Linked DNA regions of Sus scrofa: region 2 is linked to region 1. A link is a contact called in public HiChIP or PLAC-seq data. All regions are on one chromosome and are shown on one strand. Each heading gives the region's core, a stretch centred on a gene start, on an enhancer-like site or on the middle of the called end of the contact. The rest is flanking DNA. Distances are from core to core; before and after follow the strand shown. Region 1 overlaps DLST (dihydrolipoamide S-succinyltransferase). Region 2 overlaps EIF2B2 (translation initiation factor eIF-2B subunit beta).

Region 1 (4,787 bases), core at 2,124-4,623:
TCCTCTCTGTTAAAATCAGTGGGTATCAGCCCCGTTGGAAAGTTGAGATAGTTTGGCAGGCCCAGCGTGCTGACGGAGTGAGAGCACGCCTAGGCTGTTGCCATTAGCTTTCGGCGTCATGAGATTTCACCTGTCACCAGCACCGGGACAGCTTTGAGTCTGTATTTAAGAGAGAAAGCTGTTTCTTTCCTCTGGGTGACGTCGATAATGTCTTCTTTCTCCACAGGGGAACTGCCCTCTAGGGAGACGTTCCCTGCCTGGTAAGTTCTGCCCTTGCTGTCACCTAAAAATGCTCTCCTCCTGGGCAGAGCCGTATGTGAGGAAATGGGGTGCCTGTGTTTCTCCGCATGGTGTTCAGATAGATAGGAATGAAACAAGATGCTATTTAATAACAAACATCATTTATTCATTTAGCACATAGTTACTCAGTATCCGCAATGTGTCAGGCACTGTGCTAGGCACTCACTAGGGATTCATCAGTGAGTGGTTCTCCTTGTACTAGACCGTAGACCATACAGTCTAGTGGGAAGGACACGGTGTAAATTGTTAAACAAATGGACTATCGTGAATCTTGGTTAAATGCTGAGAAGGAAACAAATGAAGCAGGACACTAAAGCTGTGACCCACAGGATGTGACAGAGGCCAGGGTGATGAAGAGCAGGAGAGGGAAAAGGAATAGCAAGTGCAGAGTCCCTGAGGAAGTAAAGACCTTGGCAGTATTTCGTTACTGGAAAAAAAAAAAAGGTGATTTGACCAGAGCATTTTGGTTAAGGGAGAGAGTGCCATGAGGTAGAGTGCCACGAGGTATCGAGACTAGGAGAAAGAATTTTGGTTTTATCCCAATAGTTTTTTATACACATGATACAAATATTTGTTGAATGAGTTGATCGTATTATGGGCATTCTGTGTGCCAAGCATTGTTCTGAGTGCTTTCTGTACTTTTTTTCAGTTAATCATTAAAAAACAGTAAAAGAGAAATTTTCTTTATTTACGCATGTATCATTCAAGGCTAAGAGAGGTTAAGTGCTTTGACCAAGGTCACTTGGACAACTACTGGTCAAGCCAGGCCTACCTACTCTTCTGCTTGAACCCCTAACCCACCAGGTTATCATTTACTCATGCACTACATAAATTATTTATTAAAATGTCACTGCATGCCAGGCACTGTCCTAGGTGACAGGGATATAGATGGTCTCTACCCTCCAGGATCTTATGGGCTACCAGGAGAGACAACAAATACATGTTTATGCATATGGAAGGACATAATTACATTGTAACTACTATGAAAGAGAAGTGGAGTGTAATGAGAGGGTGGGATGAAGTAGCCAGCTTGGGAGGTGGAGAGTGCAGCGGTAATATCAGCAAAGGCTTCCCCCACAGGAGTGACATTTAAGCCAAGTCTTAAAGAATCCATAGGAGTTGGCTGAGAGAACGATATTCTAGGCAAAGGGGATTGCTTGTGCAAAGGTTTTCAGGCAGGAAGACTTGACTCGTCATAGAAATGGAAAGGAAGCCTGTCTGGGAGGGCTGGGCAGGAATGTGTAAAGTTTTTGGACTTTATTCTAAGAGCCATGAGGTCATAGGCACCTGGCACAATGTTAGCTCAGGACTCTCAGTAATAAACTTTTTAGTTTGGAATCCTGAAAAATGTCAGTAAAGGTTTTCTCCATTTTAGAGACTAGCAGGACAATGGGAAGAGCTTTGTATTTGGGGTTTACATTGTGGTTCAGCACTTCTCCTTGGGCTCGTCACTTAACCTCCAGAAGCCTTTCTTATGTATGAAATGGGGATCATGGCAGATGGTTGTTCCGCTTCAGGGAGCTGTGAGGCGAAAATCAAAATGAGGTCATTATGTGAAGGATTTTTATCAACTCCAAAGCACTGTACAAATGAAACTTGCTATAAGATGAATTCTGAGTTGGACTTAGGATTCCAGAAGTTGGTATGGGCTGGCTGTTCTAGCTCAAATACATGCTATGCTTGGGGTTTTTACTGCATAGTCATTGGCTACTGGACATGGAGGTGGGCACAAGAGAGAATTGTCTCCCGTTCAGTGGCTCCTGTGCCCATGGTTCAGAAAGAGTTATTAATAGATCTGAAAAAGTAAGACCCAGGAGAGAATATATTCAGGTGAAGCAGATAGAGTGATTAGTTATTGAGGAAATGCAGTCATCTGTGCTAAGGACAGTTGGTGGGGCAGAGAGGAGCTCCCACCTTGTTGAGTGTGACCAGAGTGGAAGGTCTCAGGGAGGGGGGAAGACAAAACACTGAAAGAAGGGATAATGATTTGCTCAGTCCTAGAACCAGCTGGAGTCCTTGGGCCTAAAGTAGCCCAGTCTTTGCTGCTGAGGTACAGGCAACAAGACTTCCAGCTCAGTGTATTTTAAATAACCAGGGAAACAAACTCAGATCAAACATTTCCACTGCTCCTCTGATTAGGCTGTGTCTTCACAAGATAAGCCATCATGTGTTTTTCTTAAGCTTCAGTTGTATTTGAAGACTTGCAGAGTAGAGGCACTTTATTATGAAAACATGTAGGGATAATGAGAGTTTATGAATTTTAAGGTAAATAAGATGATAGAATTCTCCCCTTTCTTCCTCAAACACCTTCCCACCCACAGTCCCACATACCTGTTCTCTGCCATAACAGTTACTTTGGTGGAAAAGTTTTAAGAAGCAGGACTTTCTGATAAAGATGATATTATTGCTTGCTGTTGATCCTGCTCTATCTCAGTTAGGGGGTGAACAGACGTCTTTTCCATTCCCAGCAGGTATCCTGTGTAAGATAAAGAGTTGTTGGTTAAGAGTTGTTTTGTTTCTTGCAGGGATCTCCTTATGTCAGGGACCAGGTTACCCTGACAGCAGGAAGATTGTGTAAGTATCACTGGGGAGCATAGATATGTGGACACGGGGTATTTAAGACATCAGTTTGACTGTCTGCTTTCTTCATTGACTTTCAAACCTAGAAATCAGACTGTTTGTGTTGAGTCCCTAGATCTAACCTTGATGTTAATTCATGACATGTGCTTGAGCTTTAGCTCCATGTTAAGTGCTGGACCAGGAGTGTGCCTGTCCTCAGGTGTTTAAATTATAATGAAGGTGAAGCTGGAACCCTCTTTTTATGAGAATAGATGTAGTGGGGTGCTCCTAAATATTCTGGTTGGATACAAGTGAAGCTGAAAAGCTGGAGGTTACATTTATTGCGGCGATTAAGAGCATCTTTTTGGTTGCATAGTTACTCCCTTTAAAAACAGTAAAAGCAAAGAGTCTTGCTAATTATAATTCTATTATTGCATAATGCAAGGTTTGGAGAAAGGCCACCCATGCGCGTTTGAGGTTAACTTCTGCTTATGAGTGTTGCTTAATGCTACTTTGCATTCCAAGTGTTTTCAGGGTGGTGCTAAGAGGATGCTCTCTAGCACTGTCAAGCTACTTTCTCTACAGGGGGAATCTTCAAAATGAAGGGTCAGCAGATTAGCGCCTTCTTCAGTGCGCATTACAGTGTTTGGTCTTTTGGTTTTTTATTTGAGAAACTGATGCACACACTACTAGAAATATGAGTTCCTGTGTTATTTTTGGAGTGCAGTTTGGCATTCATAAGTATTTGAACTGAGTGAACCTTTTGATATAGCAATTCCATTTTTAGGAGTCTATACTGAAGAATGCCCAGCATACCCACATTTCTCTTAAAATGGCCAAATAACAGGGGATTGGTTAAGCTTTATTCATTCTATAGATGGGAAAAAGCAGGTTATAAAATGGTTCTCTTTTCTACCGTATGGTATAATCCCATTGTAAATGTTCTTTTTGCTGTTTCTAACTGTCATACTGTGAACATCTACTGTGAGATTACTTTTATAATTTAAAAATTATTCAGGGAGATTCACAATATTACTCATCTGCAATTTAAATGAAAATTGGAGCAACCACAAATCTCCGAACAATAATAAACACCACAAATAACCATTTTAAAGTAAATTATTTTTAAAAACCCCTAAACTTTGAGGGATAAGGATTACACCTTGGATGAGAGTATTACTCTAATAACAGTTTTTATGTTGTTCAATGTCTCTTTTCTGTGAATAAGATAATCATTTTACTTAAACAAAAAAAAAAAAAAAAATTTTTTTTTTAGGGCCACACCCGTGGCATATGGAAGTTCTCAGGCTAGGGATTAAACTGGGGCTACAGCTGCCAGCCTATACCACAGTCACAGCAACTCCAGATCTGAGCCACGTCTGCGACCTACACCACAGCTCACGGCAATGCTGGATCCTTAACCTGCTAAGTGAGATCAGAGATGGAACCCACATCCTCACCGAGAGTAGTTGGGTTCATTACCACTGAGCCACAATGGGTACACCCAAATACAGTTTTACAATAAAAGATTTTTATGTGTTTATTTATAGCTTACATGATTCAAAAGTAAAGAGTATCCATGGGAAGATTTTATCCTTGTTCTGTGGTGCCACCAAGTTCCTCCTCCTGGGGACAGCCAGGACTGCAGGTTCTCAGGTGTCCTCAAAGAGCAGTCTCTGCATTTACATGTTACCTGTTAGTTCTTGCCCTGAAACATGGTTTTGAACTTTACACAATACTTTGTACTCCATTTTTTTTTTTTTTTTTTTTTTTTTTTTTTTGCTGCCACTTGCAGAAGTTCCTGGGCTAGGAATTAACCTTTGCTACGCAGTGACAGTGTGACAGTGCTAGATCCTTAACCCACTGAGCTATCAGGGAACTCCTATATCTATAATTTTTAATAACATACGTTTTTTTCCTTTGATTTT
Region 2 (5,273 bases), core at 31-2,530, 140 kb after region 1:
GTAGAAAGGAGACTTTATTATATTCTTCTGCACCTTTCCGATTGGAACCGATTTGATTATACTACCTATTCAAAAACAATTACATTTTAAGATAAAAACAAAAATGTTGGGCCTTCTGAGGTACTGGTGGTCTCTACTTGATGAACTGTGAAGAAGGGAGATCCCACGGGCATACTGTCGTAATAAAGTAGCCTGATCCTTAGGGCTGATGATAAATAGATGGCAAATATGCCTCTGCCCACATAAGTAAGGCCCATGTGTTTGAATGAGTAAAGTGAATTACTGTGTACTTTCAGTTATAAAAGAACCTGAGCCAGCAGACTCCAGCTTAATTTTTTCATTAATTTTTTAAACTATAATTAATCTTTTTTCTCAATAGTCACAGTTGGAAAAACTCCTTCAGGTACATTAATTCTGCCGGGGAGTCTCCAAGCTTTCCTAGACCTCAGGAGATTCTTACCAGCAATCAGCTGCTCCAGGCGGATGCGCTCATGGGCGGCGTGCTGGTCCACTAAGACTAGCAGGTTTCCACCTAGAAGACCAGCAAGGAGGACCAGGATTTCAAATTCTCAGCTCAAGATTAAAATAATCATGTTGTGGTGAGGGAGCAAAAGGTTAATTCAAACTATTTAACAACATGAGCTAAGAGAAGCACACAAACTGAAGAGTCACAACTATTTCTTTTGTTTCCTAAAAAGTTGAAACTATAGGAAAAACTACAACAAATGTATCCCCTGATGAAAAACTCATTAGTTCATTAGTATTTCATTTCTTTTTTTCTTTTCTTTTTTTTTTTTTTTGCCATTTCTTGGGCCGCTCCCGCGGCATATGGAGTTTTCCCAGGCTAGGGGTCTAATCAGAGCTGTAGCTGCCAGCCTTCGCCAGACCACAGCAACACAGGATCTGAGCCGCGTCTGCGACCTATACCACAGCTCACGGCAACGCCGGATTGTTAACCCACTGAGCAAGGCCAGGGATCGAACCCACAACCTCATGGTTCCTAGTCGGATTCATTAACCACTGAGCCACGATGGGAACTAGTATTTCATTTCTAAAACAAGGTGAAAACCCCACATTCTTAATGTTTATATCCTGATTTTGCTTTATTAATTCAACTTTGATACCATGAAGGTTCATTAAACCACACATTTTATAATCAGCTGACTTTGATTCACAAGCTACTCTGAAACCCATGAAGACTGTAATTGTATTACACTTTAGATCAGAGGTCAGCACTCTTTTTCTGTCAAAGGCCAGGCAGTAAATGATTTAGGCTGTTGGGACACATGGTTTCTGTCACAACTATTCAATTACTCATTCTTAATCATGGACAGTATGTGAGTGTTGTAGCTGTGTTCCAATGAAACTTTACTTACAGACACCAAAATATTAATTTCATGTAATTTTAATCTCCCAAGAAATATTATCTTCCTTTGCCTTTTGTTCAACTATTTTAAAATGTAGTATACCTGAAACTAAGGTAACATTGTAAATCAACTATATATCAATTTAAAAAAAGAGTAAAAACCATTCTTATCTCCCTGACTGTACAAAAACCAGTGATGGCTACTAGATCTGGCCCTAGGTCATAGTTTGCCATGCTTTAGACTCAAGCTTCCCAAACTCTGATGAGCAGACAGTCACCTAGGGATCTTGATAATTTTTTTTGGCAGCGCCTGCAACATGTGGAATTTTCCAGGCCAGAGATCAAACCTGCACCACAGCAGCAACCCAAGCCATAGCAGTGACAAGGTTGGATCCTTAACCCACTGCCACCAGGAAACTCCTATTGATCTTATTAGATTCAGATTCTGATTCAGTAGATTAGGGATGAGACACAAGATTGTGCAATTCTCACAAACTCCTGGGTGACATTATTTACAGACCATGATTTTGAGTAGCAAGGCTATAAACTCTCAAGTGTGAAAGAGAAGCAGAATGTCCTGACCCCAAAGCCAAACCTATCAGGAAATCTCTTTCTCACTGACAGGATGACTGATTCTCAATTATATTATTACATATTTTTAGCTTATAACTTTAATATTTTTGGCCAAAGAATTGACATTTATTGTTATTGATTATACTGAAATAAAAGTTCTCCTCTTGAATTTGATCAAAATAGATAATGCCTGTTGTTCCTATTTCTACTAAAGATTAAAAAGCTGTTTCTATGACACCATCAAATTCATGGCATGAGAGCTTCAGACTTAAAAATGGATTATAATTTTTCTGACAGCATGTGTAACCACAGAACAGGCCCCAAAATGCTGAATTTTAAACTCCTTTGAGGTTAGGAGGAGTTGCAGCTGGTTGTGATGAATACCGAACATCCTGTATCGGGCAAAACAATGGAATAAATAATAAATTATGAGGGAGTAACCTCAAACTTGAAACTAGAGCCAATGTGAATTACCAAGAGTTAGGAATCCTAAGAAATCAATCCTGCACCTGATTCTAGAGGATTATATAATCCATAACAAAGTTCATGATGTTGTCCATTCCTTGAATGAAGCAGAATATATGAAAGTAATTTACTCATGTCAGGGCTGTATTTTTGATATTTCAAAACAACACATAGAAACTTCATAAGGGCGAGGATTTTTGTTATGTTCCCAGCATGCACCAGGCACATAACAGGTGCTCAAAAAATATTGCTGAATAAATACTTATGCTATCCTAGTTTTAGCTTAACATTCATAGCTTATTCTTTATGCTATCATAACTGAACAGTTATATTTTTTGTAGGTGGAAACATGCCATAAAAAGTGCTATTAGATGGCATTAATTTCACCATAATTTAAATCAGTAATATATTTGTCCATTACAAAAATATGTACAAACATTAAGTCAATTATAGGAATAGATTGCTTTTGGTATTCAAGAGTAACAAAAACATATCTTGACTTAGAAAAGTGCTTTTATCTAAAAATCTCCTTGGTGGCAGCTAACCAACAGAGTGACAATCTAGAATATCGAGAAATTTAAATATGTCCCCTCTATTTCTCTGAACATCTGCAGATCTTGTGGCTATTCTCATCTCAGATGCCATTAGTGAGATTTTGGTATTAAACAATAAAGAATTCCAGGTAAATACAATTTTAGGAACAAATCTATTTGTTTTCTGGAAATAGTAAAACTACCAAAATTTGACCTTCATGAATTATACTTCTGTGATAATTATGATAGAACTTTGCCTTTGATCCATTATGACATTTACAAAATAAACTTACATTGTAAACAGGATAAAAGGGCATATTTTGAAAATCAAAGAAGATGAACGGCTTTCAGATTTCAGAGGCTCTGAAGGTCTACAATGCACATCTACAATGGGGATCCAAGTCCCTCAGTGATGCTCAGGGCTCTCAGCCATCTGGCCTTTTCCAGGCCTGACAGGATCAAGCATCCCTTGTAAATGGTTCAAGAGTCTCCCAGTTTAAAAAATAAAATTAGGAGTTCCCGTGTGGCTCAGTGGTTAATGAATCTGACTAGGAACTGTGAGGTTGCAGGTTCAATCCCTGGCCTTGCTCAGTTGGTTAAGGATCCGGCATTGCCATGAGCTGTGGTGTAGGTTGTAGATGTGGCTCAGATCCCACATTACTGTGGCTCTGTGTAGGTCGGCAGCTATAGCTCCGATTAGACTCCTAGCCTGGGAACCTCCATATGCTGAGGGAGAAAAGGCAAAAAGACAAAAATAAAATTAAATTAAATTAAAAAAAAAAAAACCTTCTTACACCATCACCCTCCTGTAGTCCCTTTTCCATGTCACAGATTTCTGAGCCTGTCCACCTGTCTACCTGTCCTGTTGGGGGCTGTCATCCCACCCTGTCTCTTCTCTGAAACACCTCTTATTTGCTGAAGTTCCTGACCTCCACTGTTGGGAAATCCAAGGGATGTTTTTGGTCCTCATCTCACTTAACCACTCGGCAGCATTTTGTACAAAGTCTTGGCTTTGCAACACAGCCTTTGCCTGTGTTCTTCCTATTTTTCTGTTCCTTCACAGTCTCTCTTGCTGATTCACCCTTTTCTACCCAGCTATTAAATGGTGGAATTAGTCTAAATTCAGAATTTCTCTTCTTCTCATCCACGACTTCAAAGACCAACGTTATGCTGACCACTCAGATTTAGATCTCTATATCAGAATGTTTCTCGAGTCCTAACCTGTAATATCCAACCCATTCTTGACACTTCTTGAACATTTCAAAGGGATTTCAGACTGAACTCATGATTTTCACCCTCCCTGCCTGCTTCTCTTCCAACCTGGTCCTGCAACATTGTCCACTCAGTAACAGAGGTCAAAAAAAACCAGAAGTCATCTTTGATATACCTTCCCCACATCCACTCCACCAACAAGTCCTGTTGACTTTATCTCCTAAATATCTTTCTCCCTAGGCCACTCTGGTCCCCTCTAGTTATCATTTCTTAGATATGGCAATATCCTCCTAACAGTCTCTCTGCAGTTACTAGGACTCCACCTCCACGCCCGATCCATGCTCCACACTGCTGCCAGAGCAGAATTTTCAAAATGCAAATGTGATGTGACAAGTGCCACTATGAAAACAAACATTAAAAAAGAAAACAAAAAGCTTTCATGGAGTTCCCACTGTGGCTCAGCGGTAACGAACCCAACTAGGAACCATGAGGATATGGGTTCGATCCCTGGCCCACTTCAGTGGGTTAAGGATCTGGCGTTTCTGTGAGCTGCAGTGTAGGTCACAGACACAGCTCAGATCTGGCATTGCTGTGGCTGTGGTGTAGGCCAGTAACTACGGTTCTGATTTGACCCCTAGCCTGTGAACTTCCACATGCCCAGAAAACTTTCAGTTGTTTCCAACTGAACCTACCTCTACTCTAGCCTGGTCTCCTTGCTCTCACACAGGAAGGGCTTGCCCTGCTTCCTCTCACTGAAGGAGAGGAAGGCATAAACTGCATGTTACTGCCGCTGCCCAGAATATCCCTCCCTCCCCTTTACCTAGTTCAACACTTCAGATCTCACTTTACCAAGAAAATCTTCCCTAACCTCGCTACTCAATCAAATCTCCCAAAGCAGATTCTTACAGCCTCTCGTCTTTCTCCTCCATAACACTAGAGTTAAAATTTTAACGTTTGTGTAATTATCTGCTCTCTTGCATGTATTTTTTTCTGAACATTGTATTCTGAGCAGTCCCTGGCGTGCAGTAGGCACTCAGTCAATATTTGTTGAATGAGTTAATATTATTATTTACAAACTATTGTTTTATTAAAGCAGGTCACCAAGAGATTACATGTAACTCTTG

The links. HiChIP or PLAC-seq counts read pairs in DNA pulled down with a chosen protein or histone mark.
Region 2: an H3K27ac HiChIP or PLAC-seq map of alveolar macrophages shows a contact between it and region 1. The contact joins two enhancer-like sites. A contact is called at or near these places in 1 of 5 promoter capture datasets (fetal liver), 1 of 47 Hi-C or Micro-C datasets (liver) and 1 of 2 datasets of contacts at active chromatin or transcription factors (alveolar macrophages).

What each region holds. Positions count from the first base shown.
Region 1 is chr7:98,091,583-98,096,369 of Sscrofa11.1, forward strand. It overlaps DLST (dihydrolipoamide S-succinyltransferase), which reads left to right. Exons shown (of 15, transcript NM_214397.1): 2 at 227-260; 3 at 2,826-2,874. Among named protein-coding and RNA genes, the nearest start is that of DLST, 2.8 kb to the left of the region's middle. Within about 2 kb of position 3,374, at least 3 of the 83 cell types and tissues checked have an H3K27ac peak or open chromatin away from gene starts, as enhancers often do. A contact at or near this core is called in alveolar macrophages, where this site is marked.
Region 2 is chr7:98,229,726-98,234,998 of Sscrofa11.1, forward strand. The region is part of intron 7 of EIF2B2 (translation initiation factor eIF-2B subunit beta); the gene reads left to right. It also overlaps a transcript of ACYP1 not described here. Among named protein-coding and RNA genes, the nearest start is that of EIF2B2, 29 kb to the left of the region's middle. Within about 2 kb of position 1,281, at least 2 of the 83 cell types and tissues checked have an H3K27ac peak or open chromatin away from gene starts, as enhancers often do. A contact at or near this core is called in alveolar macrophages, where this site is marked.